Linked DNA regions of Zea mays: regions 1 and 3 are each linked to region 2. The links are chromatin contacts, called in public Hi-C maps. All regions are on one chromosome and are shown on one strand. The core of a region is the stretch at or near the end of the contact, and the rest is flanking DNA. Distances in the headings are between cores, read along the strand shown. Region 1 holds the start of LOC103650550 (serine/threonine-protein kinase EDR1). Region 2 holds the start of LOC100282989. Region 3 holds the start of LOC100283315.

The links. A called contact is a pair of places that touch in the nucleus more often than the background predicts.
Region 1: a contact with region 2 is called in a Hi-C map of leaf, with 9 times the contacts expected there. The contact joins the promoter of LOC103650550 here to the promoter of LOC100282989 in region 2. A contact is called at or near these places in 7 of 25 Hi-C or Micro-C datasets (bundle sheath, ear, leaf and 1 more) and 2 of 3 datasets of contacts at active chromatin or transcription factors (leaf and seedling).
Region 3: a contact with region 2 is called in a Hi-C map of ear, with 2.3 times the contacts expected there. The contact joins the promoter of LOC100283315 here to the promoter of LOC100282989 in region 2. A contact is called at or near these places in 2 of 25 Hi-C or Micro-C datasets (ear and tassel).

The regions. Positions count from the first base shown.
Region 1 is chr3:130,305,690-130,308,471 of Zm-B73-REFERENCE-NAM-5.0, reverse strand. LOC103650550 (serine/threonine-protein kinase EDR1) reads left to right here and starts at 1,418. Exons shown (of 13, transcript XM_008676128.2): 1 at 1,418-2,377. The coding sequence starts at 1,974.
Region 2 is chr3:130,171,571-130,174,270 of Zm-B73-REFERENCE-NAM-5.0, reverse strand. LOC100282989 reads left to right here and starts at 1,324. Exons shown (of 6, transcript NM_001155893.2): 1 at 1,324-1,491. The coding sequence starts at 1,349.
Region 3 is chr3:130,411,251-130,413,950 of Zm-B73-REFERENCE-NAM-5.0, reverse strand. LOC100283315 reads right to left here and starts at 1,439. Exons shown (of 8, transcript NM_001156217.2): 1 at 1,322-1,439; 2 at 913-989; 3 at 1-165. The coding sequence starts at 1,406.

The DNA.
Region 1 (2,782 bases), core at 169-2,668, 130 kb before region 2:
TATACTGTTGCTGAGCGAGGAGTGCAGTATTGGGAAGCCACATGCCAAACTTGACAGCTGAAAGGGATTGGTCCACGGATTGGCTACTTTGGGAGTTCTTTTCCGTCTAAAAATCGTCAACAGAAAATATCAGTACTAGTCTATCTCTATATATGACTCGTGAGTAAAAACCCGCTCATGATTATCTATGGAATTCCAGGTTATTTCGGTGTGCAAGGCCACAACATTATTTCTCATGCTTAACACCGATAAAAAATAAAGTTGTACAACCAGTTGGTGTTTCTGAGAAAAATCCATCGATTGAAACTATAATCAGGACCTGCAAACTTTGGTCCAATTTAAGGCGTAAACACGAACATGGCAGAAAGCTTTGTTTGGAGAAAGGCACAGGGGTTACTAAGTACTAACTACTGTAGTGTTTTTTTTTTCTATCCTTCTCTTTTCTTTCTTTCTTTCTTTCTTTCTTCGTGTTCTTTTTCTCTCCATACTTTTGTGGTGTACTGCAGTCTAGTATCCGATTAAGCATTAAAATCAAGCCAGGGCGTGAAAAAGAGATTAGTCAGAGCTTTACCACATCTCCTTTGTCTTTTACATCTTGCTTGATTATTGGTAGGTAGAGTTAGATATGGGCATGGCTAGATGTTCTGTTGAGAAGTATATACACCACATGAAAAAGGTCACACTAGCAACAAACACAAGGGAAGAAAAAGTTGACCAAAATTTATGGCATGCAAGCATACACTTCCAGACAGTTGAGTGCTAATCAATTGGCACCCACAAAGGACCTACAACAAGAAAAGCAAACCATATAAATGCCCACCAAAAAGGAACTCCAAACTTGCAACACATAGTCATATAGATCTAGACGGTTAAAAGCCAAGAACTAACCATAAATCCATCCTAAAATTGTAGCAACAGTAGGTGATAATAAGAGCTCCTTTGGAACACATAATTTTCTTCACAGAAATTAGTTTAAAAACATAGAAAAACACACAAAATTCGGGAAATATTCTTTTATTCCAGAGTGGCATAAAACGTCTTTGATGTGTAGTAATACACCAACCAATACCAATTCACTAGTTGCTAATATTTTCCCTCGTTACGATACATAGCAAGGGAGGTGACTAGGAACAGAGATAGCGCCTGTTGGCACTGGCAATAAGGTAGGTAGATAGGAACAGGGACAACGCCTGTGTGGATCAACACAACACCCAAGAAAATATAGAAAAGAAATCGAAAAATGGGTACAAAATATGTTGGCAAGGCTCCAAATATCAAACAAAAACTAAGACTAGATGTAAAATGCCACTATAGCAACCTGGCAAACAGCCTCAGCAATTTTTTTATCACCAAGTTCACCAATCACTAGGGAACATTATAAAGAACACCTCATGCTATTTTCACCGGATCTCATATTTCATCTACTATTTAATTTTTTCGTTTTAAACTTAACTGAACAAACAGTATTACAATACGTGGAGACAGTCTCACTTCCCTCCATATTCTATATGACATAACTTTTTTCTCTCTCTATCATTTATTCTACCAATTATTATTACTTGTGTTTATTTTATTCATTCAATCTCCATCCGGATGCGTCATGCGTGTGTGTGACTTGTGAGAGAGACAGATTCCACAGCAATTTGCTCCCCTTCCACGCACAGGTCAAGAACCGCTCCCCAGAAAAGATCGTATTTTTCATCGATTCAACCGGTTTCTGTACGGGAAATCGCTGCTGGAGATCTCAGAGAACCGGAAGCTCGGAGCTTTTGCTCCGTTTGCGTCGAATCTGCCTTGGGAGCGGATAAAGGAGCGGCCTTTCGAGCTCGTCGGAGCCGCCCCTGAGGAGGCGAAAGGGGACGCGGCGGCGGCGCCATCAGCTGTAGGGCGCTCGTGGAAGTCGGTGAAGCCGGTGGTTTGAGGACGAGGTGGCCTCGGTGGTTTCGAGGAAGCCACCCACTGCCGCGGCGGGGATGGACTCCAGCGGGGAGGAACTCCTGAAGAAGATCCGGGAGCTGGAGGTTGGGCAGGCGCAGCTCAAGCAGGAGATGTCCAAGCTGATACCCGGCGCCGTGGAGCGGCGGCGCTCGCAATCCGTCTCGCCGCGGCGCGGCGCGCCGGTGCCACCGCCGACCAAGGCGAAGGCGGGGCCACCAGGTAGGCTGCTGTCCGGGGGATTTGAGGGCGGGCAGCGTGCGTGGGCCCGTGGGTCGGCGTCTTTCCCGCACTCATCGCCGCTGCATCGGGAGGGCCGGGCCACGGGCGCTGGAAATGGTAGCACCAGCGCTAGGCTGCCTGAGAGGCAGTACTCCAGGGTGCTGCAGTCACTGGGGCATTCCGTCCACATTCTTGACCTCGATGGGAGGATCATATACTGGTTAGATTTCTGGCGCTTCACCTTTTTTTACTTGCTTGACTGCAACTTGGGAGATTGACAAACATTCGAGGAAATGCAGTAGTCATGCTGGTTAGATATGTTGATTGTAGTGCCTGAAATGGAGTAAGTGGCCACATATACGAGTTGTGACCAAAATGAAATTTATTTGAACCTCTTGCGATAGCAATCCTAGAATCTTAAGCAATTCTTGTGTGCCATTTTTATCTATCAGTAAACATGCGATAGAGGTTGCAGTGGGATAGTGCAAATGACAATCGGTTACATTGTTGGCACTCTATATAACCCTAGCTCTGTAAGGATGTGCTGTTACATATTATCTTATCGATGCGAAGTAAAAGTAAGGAAATGCTAGATGGGATGCCTAGACTTTAGCTGGTTCTGGTG
Region 2 (2,700 bases), core at 75-2,574:
TACTCATATTTGAAATTCAAACATTTGATTTGGCACAAACTAAACTTTAGTCAAGAGAACCAAAACCATAGACTTATCTTTGTGTAATAGAAAAAGCTAGAAATTGGATTTCAAATATGTAGACCTAGTTTTTTCCCTATAAACTAGCTTCATAAAATTGGGATATAAACCAGTTTTATAAAGTTGTGGTGCTTCCAAATAAACCCTTAGTTTTAGGGATGGTTGGCGTGTAGCCGTGTGCCTTTCTGGTTGGGGCATATCACTTCCTCCCTCCTGTTGCCGGCTATGAAGTCTGTTTTGAAAACTCTAAGCATAGGATAAGATGTTTGCATGCTAATTAAAATTATTAAATATAATCTAATTACAAAACTAATTATATAGATACAAACTAAACAACCAGACAAATCTAATTTGTCTATGATCTGTGCATGTGATACAACAATAAATACTTGCTAATAATGGATTAATTAGGTTTAATAAATTTATCTTGCTATTTAGTTTTATATGCATAATTAATTTTGAAACTAGACTATATTTAATATTTATAATTGGTATTTAAATATTTGATGTGACATGCTGAACACCCCTATAATATGCTTGAGGCGTGTCCCCTGTTTCTGCCAAACAAGAAGCAAATAAGAAGGGGATGGACTCCGCTACTTTGGAATTAGGTATGACAACTGGTATATATTTATTGGGTAGTATCGTCCTATATTTATATCCATGAAAAGAAATTTTACGTGCCAAGTTATCCATATCTGCTCGTGGTCTTCTAGAATCTTATCTATATGTTACTTGTTGTGTAACTAAAAATAGTATTAAATCCTAACATACCAATCCCACAAAAACGTTGAATTTAAAATAAAACAAATCATATAATTACATATAAATAAATTTATAGTTCACAAATGATAACTAGAGAATGATTTTTTCTTTTAGCTAAGATGGACTCGAGTGGTATGATACGAGTAGATTTTACTTAAAGTTATACAGGTATCGATAATACCCATTTGTACTATACCTGTCTATCCGATGGATAGAGTTTTTTACCTACTAATATATTCATGGATAGAGAAATTATTTTATACCCCGGATTAATATTGGGTAAAATCCATCTGATATTCACGTTTCAAGTATCTATTATCATCTCTATCTGGAATTCATCCAGGACGTTTGGCCCGAGCGGTCTAGCAACCATTCCCAGACGGTGGGTTTTGTGGGCCTTTTATTGTTACCCGCCCTGTTTGTGCTCGGCCCTGATATGTGCTTATACTTGCTCTTTAGTTAGTCTGACTGTTGCTCCTCTCTCTCTCTCTCCCTCTCCATTTGGGTCCCCCTTCTCTTTCTCATGGCGGCGGCGGCGGCGTCGACGCCGCAGGGAGTGGCGGAGCGGCGGGGCATCCCGGCAGCGGCCTTCGTTGAGGACGTTGAGGCCTACCTCCGCCAGGTCGGGCTCGACGTCAATTCCGCGCTCGCTTTTCTCCAGGAAAGGTGAACAGAACTCTCAAAAACTTTGGTACGGTGGTAGCCTAGGGATCTCGTTAGGCTGCGGAGCGCGCTTGATTCGGGAGTAGCGTACTGGTACCGCTGGCCTTGCGCCTGTAGTGTCGGACACGATCTGGATCCACTGTGCGAGCACCTCCGACACGTAGCTTTTGGAGAAGAGATGTGGCTGCTATGTTCGGATGCTAACTGCGCGTTTGTGGCTTGTGATAGTGGTGTTTGCTGACCAGATTACGACTGCTAGTAATCGAATTGGCTGGTTCTGGGTTTCTGCGGCGTATTGGACATCCTAGCCCGGATTGCTGCGAGTTGCGAATCTCGATACCCCTTCGCAGGGTCCAATTTGTTTCAAGCCATTTGCCTCTAGTTTTGGAGCACCTTTTGTTTTACTACTTGTTTGGTGCATATGCTGTGCTTACTTGGTCCCTTACTCAGCTACCATTTATGGCTTGGACACTACCGTTTTGCAATTTGCAATGGTCGCTCCTTTTGTTTTGGTTCTAACGTGCTTGCTGATTATGTAGTTTGATAGTAGGAAAGAGCATTTGGTGCTAGTATTTGCACAACATAAGAAAAAGATAATTCTAGTTGGTTGTGGTGGTAATCTGGGTTTATTCTCTGAGACACTTTTTTTTTGGAAAACTTACTGTCTTGTGGATTTATATCGCTTGGTCTATTTTTTTATCTTTCATAAAGCATTACCTTTCCATCCATTCAACATTTCTTCTTAAAAAAAATGTGAACTTCTGAATGTACCCCTGTTTACTACGAAGTGGACATTGCATTTATAATATGTTCTGTTTTCTTTTATTATAGCAGTATCTTTAAGCAATGTCTGTGACTAAATGGGTCATATTTAGTTTCTTTTGTAGTTATGAATGAAATACTGAATCTTAAAATTGCAAACTCTTCCATGAGCTGCCCGATAAATGAGTGGAAGGGCTATGTCCAGTCATTAGGCAATGTTCATTCCATATTGGTTGAACGTTGTGTGAGGTGTTACTTGCTTTGAAAGAGTCATGGCTCAGCTGATATCCTTGACCAGTACAACAGGCCATAAATATATATCCAGTGATTCCTTTCTAATTCCATTGTCTGGGTACTGAACTTGTGACCATTATCTGATGCCAGACCCGACAATACTGAGTGCTGGGACATGAGGAGAAACATAACATGTGCTTTTCATGTTTCCATCTA
Region 3 (2,700 bases), core at 190-2,689, 240 kb before region 2:
CTCATCTGGCTCCTTTGGCTTAATTCTCCTTTCACTTTCTATTATAATATTAGTTGCATTTTGTGGGAGCATTGACTTCATGGTTTTAGTTTCTTCAACTGGTAGAAAGCACTTATAACGCTTCCCCTCATGACTAGCCATTGGTACCGATTCCTGACCATTCTCCTGTTGAATACACCATAATCATCTCTAGTTAGGATGAAAGGGATTATTGCCTGAATTATGCCAAGCAGTAATTTCTAGAGCAAAAATGAAAAATGGAACACTCAAATACATTTTTTCCTGAAAACGTGAAATTCAAACGATTTAGCATAAACATGGTAACTTTACATTGAGTCGATTGTCTTTTGCACGCAATGACCAGCTGTGGTAAAGTCAAGAATGTATATATATATGAAAAATTATTTCTACTTCCGGTAGTAGCTACACCCACATGTATATCACAAAATTTATGATGCATATGCTCCGATAAAGTGTATATATATGAAGTATATGATCATACTAAACTATCTGGGATGTCAAGTATACATAAAGTATGTGGTTGTACTTATTTTATATACTACTAGGTTAATATTATAATATATTAAAAAATATAGTCTCCTTTATTTTTTTCATGTAGTAAGATTTCTAGTATCCTATACAAATAAACAAACTGATAAATGTACCCATATGCAAGATGGTTTATTAAAGTTAGGAGTAAATATAGATTAGGAAAAATGTGTCCTATATATATAAGCATTGAAAATTGCCGGTAAACTTCAAGTAGTTTCAATTTAAGTTCACTAGTAGAACCTAATAGCTATACAACAAGCCGGCCACATATAACCAGCAATGAAATTGAGTAAGAACAAAAGAAAGCTCTTGCTTTGTTACAAACAAGGATCGGAAGGACAAACCCCTTAGAAATCTTACTGGATGGAATGGCGAATCAACAGGATGGAACTCGACGCGGTACCTTGGCTCACGCGAACTTCGCCCAAATGGCAAACCTGGCGATCAACACCCAGTTAAGCTCGCTTCCAGCGCATATCAGTGTTGAACAAAAGGAAACCTAAGAGCATGTAAGACTACAAACCAGCCCTCGATCCATATGCGCACTTAAAGGCGAAGTCTTTTGAACCATACTACTACAGGCCGCTAGATCTGCGAAAGAATTTGTAGTATATGGGTACTAGCCACTAGATCGCCACCAGCATCGACCTACAGCCTTTGAATTTTCGATTCGACGACAGAAATCATCAAGAGACATCGACGAAGCGGTGGATTCATTGGGGTTTGGGGAGGAGACGCAGAGAGGGTAGTGGTATTCAATGGCGCTCACCTGAAGTGGTGAAGATCTGGTCGTTTGCTACAGTGCGAGCGACCAGGAAGAAGAGCAGGACGGATACCCGGCCGGCGAAGTCCATCGGAGGTGGCAGGTGGGTCTTGGCAGCTCTTCGAGACCCCTTCCGTAACGTCAGTGAAGTTTAGCCTAGAGTGCAGAAAAACTTAACTTTACGAATGTCCCATCATTTTACAAGCTATGTGCTGGTACGTTGTTAAGGGATTTAAAAATTAATATAAAATATAAATTTGGTATAGAAAATTTATGTGATAAAATATGATCGTAATACTAATATTATATTGATGATATAAATATATAATATTATTATAAATACGTTGACTCAACACAAAATTTAAAAAACATAAGTTGTTCTATTTCAGCAACTTCATGTGTTCTACACCTCCACACAATCATATTTAATTTCTATAAAAATAATTTAATATTATAATGAATATATGATCTACATATTATATTTTAAACTTATATTTTAAACTGATAAATAATAAATATTTCATTTTATCTTAGCCAAAAGGCTGAGAAAGGTATGGGTTGAAAAAGGAGTTTGACCTTTTTTATAGGTTGCTCAATATCTTTTGAGCGATACAACGCTTGGGACTTCCCGTCGTATTAAGATTGGGTGGTTTCTCAAGGTCCTCTGCGGTGTAATGATTCATTGCTACACGAGAAGCGAGGAAGAGGAACAAAGCTACGCGTTTCGTACATGACGCACATAAGCGAGAAAGAAGAACAGACTTACACGACTTACACGTTTCGCACATAACTTATGGCAACTACTCCATGGTCATCAAAGCAATACACCGTTCATTCAGGAATCAGGATACATGTCAGCCATCACAACACACCAATGCAACATATCATTCGAATCACAATCTCACGCTCGCAACACCGATGGTGAACAAATAGTGTTATGGTGAGACAAAGGCTAAAGAAAAGATCTGATATACTTGTAAAAAAACTTGACTCATAATCTCACACCCTCAACACCAATGACGAACAAACATTGTTATAGTGAGACAAAGGCTAAAGAACGTCTATTCACACTTCGAACAGAGTGCAATATTTCCATGTTATTTGCGCAAACGAAAATATTCGCATCTTACACTTTGAACGTAAGTAGCTTGTGATTTCTATTACATTTCATAGGGGTCGTGAAGAAATCAAGGAGTACAGAAAGCAAAATCGAGAAGGCTGAGAAGAGCCTAGGTACGTAAAGGCCATCAATGACATCACTCAAGCTTTTCAAGGCATCAGCTCCATCATGCAAGAAGTGGTTTACATGTAAAGGCCATTTGATATGTACCAGGTAAAGGGCGAGGTCCAGCTGGCACATGAAAATTTTAGTGCTTCCATACATC